Regions from separate parts of the Sus scrofa genome. Here regions 1 and 3 are each linked to region 2. A link is a contact called in public HiChIP or PLAC-seq and promoter capture Hi-C data. All regions are on one chromosome and are shown on one strand. Each heading gives the region's core, a stretch centred on a gene start, on an enhancer-like site or on the middle of the called end of the contact. The rest is flanking DNA. Distances are from core to core; before and after follow the strand shown.

Region 1 (2,836 bases), core at 287-2,786, 92 kb before region 2:
GGCACACTGCTCCAGCTGAGCTGCTAACCGATTGGCCTCATCGAGGATTTCTTCCAGCTTCTCTGGGCTGAGGGGGCCTAAGCTGAGCCTCAGACCCTGGGGGGCGGGGACCACAGCATTCGGGTCACTTCGATGAGAGAGGCCTCGTCGGACAGGTTTCTCTGGAGTCGCCAACACTGCTATATCTTCTTCCTCTCGACTGACGCAGAAAACAAACCGAACACCATGCCCACACGTTAGAGAGAAGGAGACTGGGCAAAGCCCCCACGTCTGAGCCAGAGCCACAACCCCAACCCTGATGTCCCTGCTGGCTGTGAGATCTACCTGATGAGACACCTGGTTCTATGAGGCCTTCAGCATTTTCTGACATTGGAAATTATGTCAGGATGAAGATGCGGCAAATCTACTTACCCTTCTACTTAACACCCTGCAATCTCATTCCAGCTTATCCCTTCTCCCCTCCCCCAGTCGTGTCACAAGGGGCCCAAGTCAACCAGCTACCCAGAATCCTCAGTGCACCCAATCTTGCTAAATTCCCAATCCAGACCCGAGGCCAGTAAAAGTTAAAGACAAGCATTGTGGAAGCAAAGTAAGTAGGATAAAGAGTCTACTACCTGTCAGATGGTGACAGCCCCCCAAAGTCCAAGGTCTCATCCACTATAAACTTTACATCTGTAGGGGAGGAAAGAAGAAATACAGCCTTGGGTCCCAAACACGGCTCTCAATCACAGGGCCTCATTCTTCCCTCCAGGGTTTCCTTACCTTCTTCTAAACCTTCCATGTTCCAGAGAAGCAAGAATCAGCTTAGACTTGAGCTGGAGAGAAAAATACCTCCCCTCAGGTCTCCATTCTGCCCAAGGCCTCCCAGCTAGGCCCAGCTAGGCTGCAAGGGGTCGTGCTTGGAGGTGAAGCAAGCATCCCGAGAGCAGCACTTGCTCCAGTAAACCACCCCTGTTATCTCCGGGACAGGTCCAGACACGTACCTCCACACTCCAATGTCCCTGCGCACGGCGGCCCCCGCCCCCTGCGACCCGACCTCTCCTCGCAGGGCGGTCTACGCCCCCCCATCTCCCTCTCCGCGACCATTCTCTGGTTCTTCCTCTCTCCAAGCCACCTTTCTACTCCCCGCGGCACCACATCCCTTCCACGCCGGCAGCCCACCCTATTTCTACTTTCCGTTCCGCCTCACCTCCTGCGGAAGGTGCTTTCCTTCCACAACCTAGTCCCGGGAATCAGCTCCGAGGGGGCGGGGCTCCTTTCGAATCTCTCAGGCCCCACCCTCTCCTACCATGCGCACTCATGATTGGTGGCGGCCAGCATCTCCCGCCCTCGTGGGGCGGGGCGGCGGAGGGGGCCGCCGGCCGGAAGTCTGCAGGTGGGAACCAGGCGAAGAGCCGTTCCAAGAAAGGCTCCATCCGGAGAGCTAAAGCCGGGAGGCCTGGAGCAGGGAGGCCGCGAGCGCGCGCGCGCGCGAGCGGGGAAGACCTCTCAGGGCTACCCTCCGGGAGCGGGGCCTGCGAGGGGCGGGACCTCGCGGCGGCGCGCGAGGGAACGGACCAATGAGTGAGAGCCTCGCTCCCGGCCGGCCCCCCCCCCTTCTCCGCCCCCTCCTCGTGCTGGGCGGGGCTGGGTTCTGACGCCCCTCACGGCCGTCGGCCCCAAAGCTAACGCTCTGCCTGAGGAAGTTCGTCCGGGGGCTCTTTTCGGAAGCGCCGTGGTAGCCAGGGCCCTCAGTTGTGATTTTTTCCAAGTTTACGGAAGCAACCAAACTTTATACCTTAGGTATACTGAGGTTCTCTAAGAAGTACATCTTCCATCGACTTTTTAGGCAAGAACTTTAGGAACCTGTGGCATCTTGAGGTATGAAGAAAACAGGCTTTTCAGACAGGGAAGTTTGGCTTCAGATGCAACCGTGGCTCCTCTGTTGACAAGTATATGGAGCATATTTGACCTGGCAGCGTTTATATTTGACCCCTCGCTTATCTAGGAGGATCGTGGCCGTCACAGTAGGACATGGTTAGGAGGATAATTATGAACACACCATGTTTTATACCTTGTGCCTCGGAGGCTTTTGAGGGTAGTGTTGGTGACTTGCTTCCTCTAAATTAAAAGCTGTGTTTGTAAAAAAGCTTAGGCCTCCTTATTAGGGATTTTCTTTGTTGTTTCCAAGGGTTGCCTGTGAATAGACTGGGCTACCAGTTAACTGAGCTTCTTAGAAAGGTTCTAAACATTTTAAGTTAAAAGGCCCTGGAAGAGTGGTTGAAGAGCTTTCTCGAAAACAAAGAGCCTGAGCTTTTAGTCTCCAGAGTTTATGACCATTATAGGCTTTCTGTTTACCTCTTAGTTTTTAGTTGTCAAGTTCAGGTGGTGAGGTTTGCAGGAGTGAGGTGTTACTGTGAGAAATGCCACAGGAAGCAGAGCAGCCTTGGAATTTAGTGGCTTGATAAGGGAAAGGGTGGGGAGGCTGAGAAGTTGCAAGTTGATGTGAGGAAGAGCTCAGAGAAGAGGCTTGCCTCTTTTTCCATAGGTTTTCTGCTGAAGGTGGAATTTTAATTGCTTGTAGGGCTCAGATTGTTTGGAGGTGGGAAAACCTGTGCCAGTAGCTCCCCTTCTCTCCTGGCAGGTAGTGGCAGGTGGAGATCAGAGGGAAAGAAACTCTTAATTAACTGCATTCCTTTTTCCCCTAGGAGCAGCGAGCCGGAGTAGGGAAATCCTTCACCCACCTTCAGGTAAGTGGAGGAGACAGTTTTAGCAAACAAAAGTTTCTCTCTCCTAAGGAAATTCATCTCTAATTTTTTTTTTTTTTTTTTTTTGGTCTTTTTGCTATTTCTTGGGC
Region 2 (2,834 bases), core at 9-2,508:
AAGGTGCAAGGAGCCAGGACATAGCCAACAACTGGCTTTGTCAACCAGTAGTACTATGCAAAGGTTGAGCTGCTTATCCCCAGAGACAGAACTGCCATAATTTTTAAAGTTTTCGACGAGGACCTAACTCAAAGCAGAATATCTGCAACGTGTTAAGTGTTGGAAATCTTGTTACAATGGGATACAGTCCAATGCCATGACAGAAGGTCAAATCGAAGGCGTAAGAGAGATCATATACGTACTATCAACCCCACTGCCAAGCTTGTTCCTTTAGCCGTTAAAACACACAGTAATCTAATAACTGCTCTGGGATTACTGAACACCCGCCTACCCACCCAGAAAGTACTGACCCGGCGAAGACACACCTTTGCTTCTGCGTAGCCCAACTTCTCCAAGCACTTAAGAGGTAATTACTCCTCCAGCTTCCTGGTGGGGTATAGCGTTACTGGATCCTAATTATTTATACAGACGGAAAACAACGACGCTCGAGAGATTTTGACAATTAAACAGAAAAATAAAAGTAAAAAAAAAATTAAAAAAAAAAAGAATCCCGTGAAAGTCAAAGCCTGCCTCCCCTGTGACGAAACATGCTCGGCCGCGGCATCTGAGGGCAGCTCCCCGGGCCCAACTCGGCCCGCCCGCCGGCCAGCCGCAGTTTCGGGGCTGCGGCCGGGGGAGCGCGGGCCAGCGGGGCTGGCGAGCAGCCGGGGTCTCCTCCGCGGGGACGCGAGGCGCACGGACAAGACAGAGGGCCGGGCTGCGCTGGCGGGGCGGGCGGCCGCCAGGGGCCCGGGGGCAGCACCTCACAGTCCGGGCGGTGCCCCGGCCCGGCGCCCGCTCACCTGGTGTGTGTTGTTGGCCAGCCTGGCGACGAAGTCCCGGACCCCGCCGCAGTCCTCGTCCTCATCGAGCGCGCTGCGGCGCCAACGGCCGCCGCGGGGAACCGGGCCCCCAGGCGCGGCCGCGCGCAGCCCCCAGCTCACCCCGACGGGGCCGGACCAGCGCGACAGCGGCGCAGCGGGCGGCGGCGGCGCGTCCAGCCGGTCCTGGCCGAGGCTTGCCGGCGGCAGCAGCTGGAGGAGGAGGAGGAGAAGGAGGCCGAGGCCGTGGGGCCAGCGCGAGAGGCCCTGCGCAGCTCCCCGGGGCCGCTCCATCGCCGCCGAATGCCGACGCCGTCGACACCTGCCGCCCGGCGCGCCCGCCCACCCCCGCCGGCGCCGCCCACCTTCCCCCCCCTTGCTGGAGCCGGCGCTCCCTGGATACGCCAAGCCAGACCTCTCCGCCCATAGGCTGGCCGCCTGTCTTTCTTCCCCGGTCCACTGCTGATTGGCTCGCGGCGCCTCCTGCTTAGGGGGTCCTGGATTCGGATGCCAAGATGCGGGGCTGATTGGCTGGAACGTGGCAGAGACCGCTGAGGTCATCCCCCCATCGCCCGGCGTCTCCCAGGCCGGGCTTCCAGAGTTAGCATGGGGAGCTTCCCTCCTTCTCGAGAAGCCCCCAACTCCGTGGGGCCCCGACCCCTAGCTCCTCCCTCTGGCACCCTCAAGTTGGGGCTGAATTGGTCCCTTCTTCCCCAGAGACACCCTTAAAATTCCTTGGGTTGCTGCAGCGCCTGGAAAATCTCCTCAGGGAATCCCTGAGCTCGCTTAGCTGGAAATGGGGGCTCTGTCATTAACCGGTGCGTCTGGCTTTTAACCCTTGCAGGGTTGGAGTGCCCCATTTGTCTACAGTGAGTGAGAGCTGTGTGGGCTAAATCTCGCGGAGGCAGATAGACATTAGGACATCCGTGACTCATGCGAGCCCGAAGAAAATTCTCTCCTCACTCATCTTCCTCTTCTGCAGGGAGTTAACCAAAGGAGGAACTGCCTATTGGTTTTCCTGGAGTTAGAAAGTAGCTTAGACATAAGGGACAGGTAAAAGGGGGACAGAATTGCCCAGTGCCTAATTGAGAGATGATCATTGTATAGATGCGTATCTGTCTTTACCAAAGTGTTTTAACCCTGCAGTGAGTGCATTGCACAAGTTTGGTGTTCGGTATATGATGTCCCTTAAATTAGCATCCTGTCTCCAGTAAATAAAACAAAACCCCTACACTGTTCCGTTTATCGCAGGAAGGAGAGGCACATTATTCTGGAACACACAGTGGAAGTAAAACCAGTTTTAGATATCCTCCTTATTGACTCTTTGGAATGCTAGAAGTTGCTCAGTAGAAAAGGTAATAAGTAGGAAGATATGAAGTATACAAAATGTTACACCTAAATAAAGCAGCTAACAACTACTTTTAATTATAAACTGGAGGTAAATCCAAATGAGAATATATTCATTGTAGAGCAAAATGAATGGTGCAGGGCACCCAACCCAAGGCTTACATTAAAATCCTTCTGGTTGTGTTAATTTGCAACGACTTACATTTTTTACATTTATAAATTTACATTTTGTCAGAACAACCATAGCGAGAGGTGACAAGTTAAAGGTATTTTTAAATGGCATCTGAGCAGGATGGTAAAAATTGCTAGAATAGTCTTCCAAGTTCTCAGCTACTGAACTGACAAAGCTCCATGAAAACTGGGGAACAATTTGTTCCTTTCCATTAACTACAATGTGTCAGATAATTTTTTAATACAGCACTATTTTTTAATCTGTGCCAACTGTGGAGTAGATCACAAGACAGTCAGTTCCAGTAGCATGTGATTAGCTGGGGGGAGACTAGGGGCTGTACAGGAATATTTCTTTGTTTGGGTGACACAAAGATGTCTATTGTCTGTCTGAAAAGAAAAAAGCCAACTCAACAGTGCCATCTCTCGGAGAAACGACTAAGTAAACGCTAACTCAAA
Region 3 (3,065 bases), core at 391-2,890, 120 kb before region 2:
ATCTTGGATCCTTAACCCACTGAGCAGGGCCAGAGATTGAAACCTCGTGCTCACAGGTACTAGTCGGGTTCATTACCACTGAGCCACAACAGGAACTCTTGGGCTTCTTTTTAGATTTCACTTGAAATAAAGAATTCTACTGCTAAATATGTTTTTGAAATTCTGGGAGTTCCCATCTTAGCGCAGTGGAAATGAATCCTACTAGGAATCATGAGGTTGTGAGTTCTATCCCTGGCCTTGCTCAGTGGGTTAAGGATCCAGCATTGCCGTGAGCTGTGGTGTAGGTCGCAGATGTGGCTCGGATCTGGCGTTGCTGTGGCTGTGGTGTAGGCCAGCAGCAACAGCTCCAATTCAACCCCTAGCCCTGGGAACCTCCATATGCCACGGGAGTGGCCCTAGAAAAGGCAAAAAGACAAAAAAAAAGAAAAAAGAAGAAAAGAAATTCTGGAGCTTTTCAATCCCCTCATTTTACTAAAAGAAACTGAGGCACAAGCATTTGACCAAGGTGTCCCAAAGCTAGAGGGTGGTGGGCTTGGAGGAGAAAAGCCCTGGCCTCCTCCCTAGGCCAGCCCTCTCACCACCAGCCTCAGCCTTGTGCTGCTCCCATGGTTGGCTCCCACAGTTCCCCGTCCGTCCGGGGAAGGACGGAGCTGGCAAGAGGGCATCTATTCAGACAAGAGGCCCTGATGGAGCAGTCTAGGACTGGGGAACCTGTGTTAAAACTTGGCTCCACCCCTAGCACAGCCTCATGACCTGTACAAGTTTCACCCTCTCTAGGCCTCAGAAGCAGCTAAGTGTGTTTATACCAGCTGGCTTTGGCTCTGACACTCCTGGCTTACCTCCCCCAGAAAAGCCCAGGTGGCCTCGGAATTGAGGCTGGGGTCATCATTCTGCACTGCATTCTGCAGCTGGACCCCAAGGGGGGCAGCCTGATTAGATCACAGCTTTGCCAAGGCGAGGGGTAGGGGTAGGGGTAGGGGTCCGGGTCAGGGTAGGGGTGGAGGTTGGGGAGAGGGGCTCAGGACCTTTCTGTGTGTTCCCAGGGAAACAGAGTGTTTCTCTGGGCGGTGGGGGAGACTTTATACTATTGAGCAGGGCCATTTTAGCTCAGTCTGACCCGAGAGCTGTGGAGGGGACAGCCACAAGGGCTCTTCTCAGCAGCTAGCAACATCCAGCCTTTCTGAGCGGTGTGAGGTGGACACACGGTCTGAGAGCCCTTCAAAATATTTTGAAAACCCCTAAGCATACTTAGGGGTTACTGCCACCATTATTATCATTGCTGTCTGGCTTCTGATTAATTTCTCTCTAGACTATTGTAGGGATCTGGCATCGGCCCAGGGGCAGGCCTGGGGTGCGGTTCGTTAGGGGCAGGGGCGTCTGGACTGCGGGAATTCTAGAGACTCTTGCGGAGGAGGAAGCTGGGCGGGGCCCACCTCCTTTGGTGCGGCTGGCATCGCCACTTTAAGGCGGCGGCGGCGCGAGCAGGTCTATGGTAATGAGCCGCCGCCGCCGCCGCCACCGCTCTGCAGAGCTCGCCCGCCCGCCAGCCTGGAAGGCGAGGGAGCGTGGGGCTGGGCCCGGGGCCGCGGCGACAGCAGCGGCAGCGCCGGCGGGGACGCGGGGCACGAGCGGGCGGCGCGGGGCCGTCAGGGGCGGCCGGGTCCCGGCCAGGGTCCGGGTGCAAAGCTCCGCGGGCGCAGGTGGGCTATCCCGCGGGGGCGAGGGGCACTCCAAGGACCGGGGGACCGGCAGGGCCAAGGGCGCGGGGCCCGCGGGCGCAGGTGGAGAGAGCCGGGTGTGCAAGTAGAGGCGCCGCGCCAGCCGGTGGTGGTCGGGGTGACCCGGGTCGCGGGCCCGGCTCGGGGAACGGTGGGAGCCGGGGCGCGTGGGAGCGCGCAGCGCCAGGCCCTGTTGAGGCATTAAGGAGCAGGCCCTGCGGGGCGCACGAGTGGACCCCGGGGACTGGCGCCCCGGCCTGGGCATGAGGCGCGGCGGGGCCGGCAGGAGCGGGAGGAGGAGCCGCCGCCGCCGTTGACCCGGCCGGCCGGGAAGTGGGAGAGATGCGGAGCCCGGCGGCCCGCGCCCCCCTTCCAACGCCGCTGCCGCCGCTGCTGCTACTGCTGCTGCTGCTGCTGCTGCGGCCACTGCTGGGAGACCAAGTGGGGCCCTGTCGTTCCCTGGGGCCCGGGGGACGCGGCTCCTCGGGGGCTTGCGCCCCCGTGGGCTGGCTCTGTCCAGACTCATCCTCGAACCTCTGGCTCTACACCAGCCGCTGCAGGGATGCGGGGACCGAACTGACTGGCCATCTGGTGCCCCACCACGATGGCCTGAGGGTCTGGTGTCCAGAATCTGGGGCCCACATCCCCCTGCCGCCAGCCCGGGAAGGCTGCCCCTGGAGCTGTCGTCTTCTGGGCATTGGAGGCCACCTTTCCTCACAGGGCAAGCTCACCCTGCCTCATGAGCACCTGTGTTTAAAGGCCCCGCGGCTGAGATGCCAGTCTTGTAAGCTAGTGCAGACTCCAGGGTTCAGGGCAGGGGACAGCTCGGCAGAAGAGTCCATGGGTGGGCGTCGGAAAAGGAATGTGAATACAGCCCCCCAGTTCCAGCCCCCCAGCTACCAGGCCACAGTGCCCGAGAATCAGCCAGCAGGTACTCCTGTGGCATCTCTGCGGGCCATCGACCCGGATGAGGGTGAGGCAGGTCGGCTTGAGTACACTATGGATGCCCTCTTCGATAGCCGCTCCAACCATTTCTTCTCCCTGGACCCAGTCACCGGTGCAGTAACCACAGTCGAGGAGCTGGATCGTGAGACCAAGAGCACCCATGTCTTCAGGGTCACGGCACAGGATCACGGCATGCCCCGACGCAGTGCCCTGGCCACGCTCACCATCCTGGTGACTGACACCAATGATCATGACCCAGTTTTTGAGCAGCTGGAGTATAAGGAGAGCCTCAGGGAGAACCTGGAGGTTGGCTATGAGGTTCTCACTGTCAGAGCCACAGATGGTGATGCCCCTCCCAATGCCAATATTCTGTACCGCTTGCTGGAGGGCCCTGGGGGCGGG

The links. Promoter capture Hi-C pulls out the DNA fragments that hold promoters and counts their contacts. HiChIP or PLAC-seq counts read pairs in DNA pulled down with a chosen protein or histone mark.
Region 1: a contact with region 2 is called in an H3K27ac HiChIP or PLAC-seq map of skeletal muscle. The contact joins the promoter of PSRC1 here to the promoter of SORT1 in region 2. A contact is called at or near these places in 2 of 5 promoter capture datasets (fetal liver and liver), 23 of 47 Hi-C or Micro-C datasets (adipocytes, alveolar macrophages, blood and 15 more) and 2 of 2 datasets of contacts at active chromatin or transcription factors (alveolar macrophages and skeletal muscle).
Region 3: a promoter capture Hi-C map of liver shows a contact between it and region 2, with 4 times the contacts expected there. The contact joins the promoter of CELSR2 here to the promoter of SORT1 in region 2. A contact is called at or near these places in 3 of 5 promoter capture datasets (fetal liver, fetal skeletal muscle and liver), 2 of 47 Hi-C or Micro-C datasets (blood and embryonic fibroblasts) and 2 of 2 datasets of contacts at active chromatin or transcription factors (alveolar macrophages and skeletal muscle).

Annotation. Positions count from the first base shown.
Region 1 is chr4:110,812,009-110,814,844 of Sscrofa11.1, reverse strand. It overlaps PSRC1 (proline/serine-rich coiled-coil protein 1), which reads right to left and starts at 1,536. Exons shown (of 8, transcript XM_013997292.2): 1 at 1,190-1,536; 2 at 763-815; 3 at 615-672; 4 at 1-199. The coding sequence starts at 781. LOC110260358 (a long non-coding RNA gene) reads left to right here and starts at 1,594. Exons shown (of 4, transcript XR_002343531.1): 1 at 1,594-1,860; 2 at 2,688-2,729.
Region 2 is chr4:110,719,534-110,722,367 of Sscrofa11.1, reverse strand. SORT1 (sortilin) reads right to left here and starts at 1,258. Exons shown (of 20, transcript XM_013997288.2): 1 at 843-1,258. The coding sequence starts at 1,154.
Region 3 is chr4:110,843,929-110,846,993 of Sscrofa11.1, reverse strand. CELSR2 (cadherin EGF LAG seven-pass G-type receptor 2) reads left to right here and starts at 1,640. Exons shown (of 35, transcript XM_021090085.1): 1 at 1,640-3,065. The coding sequence starts at 2,061.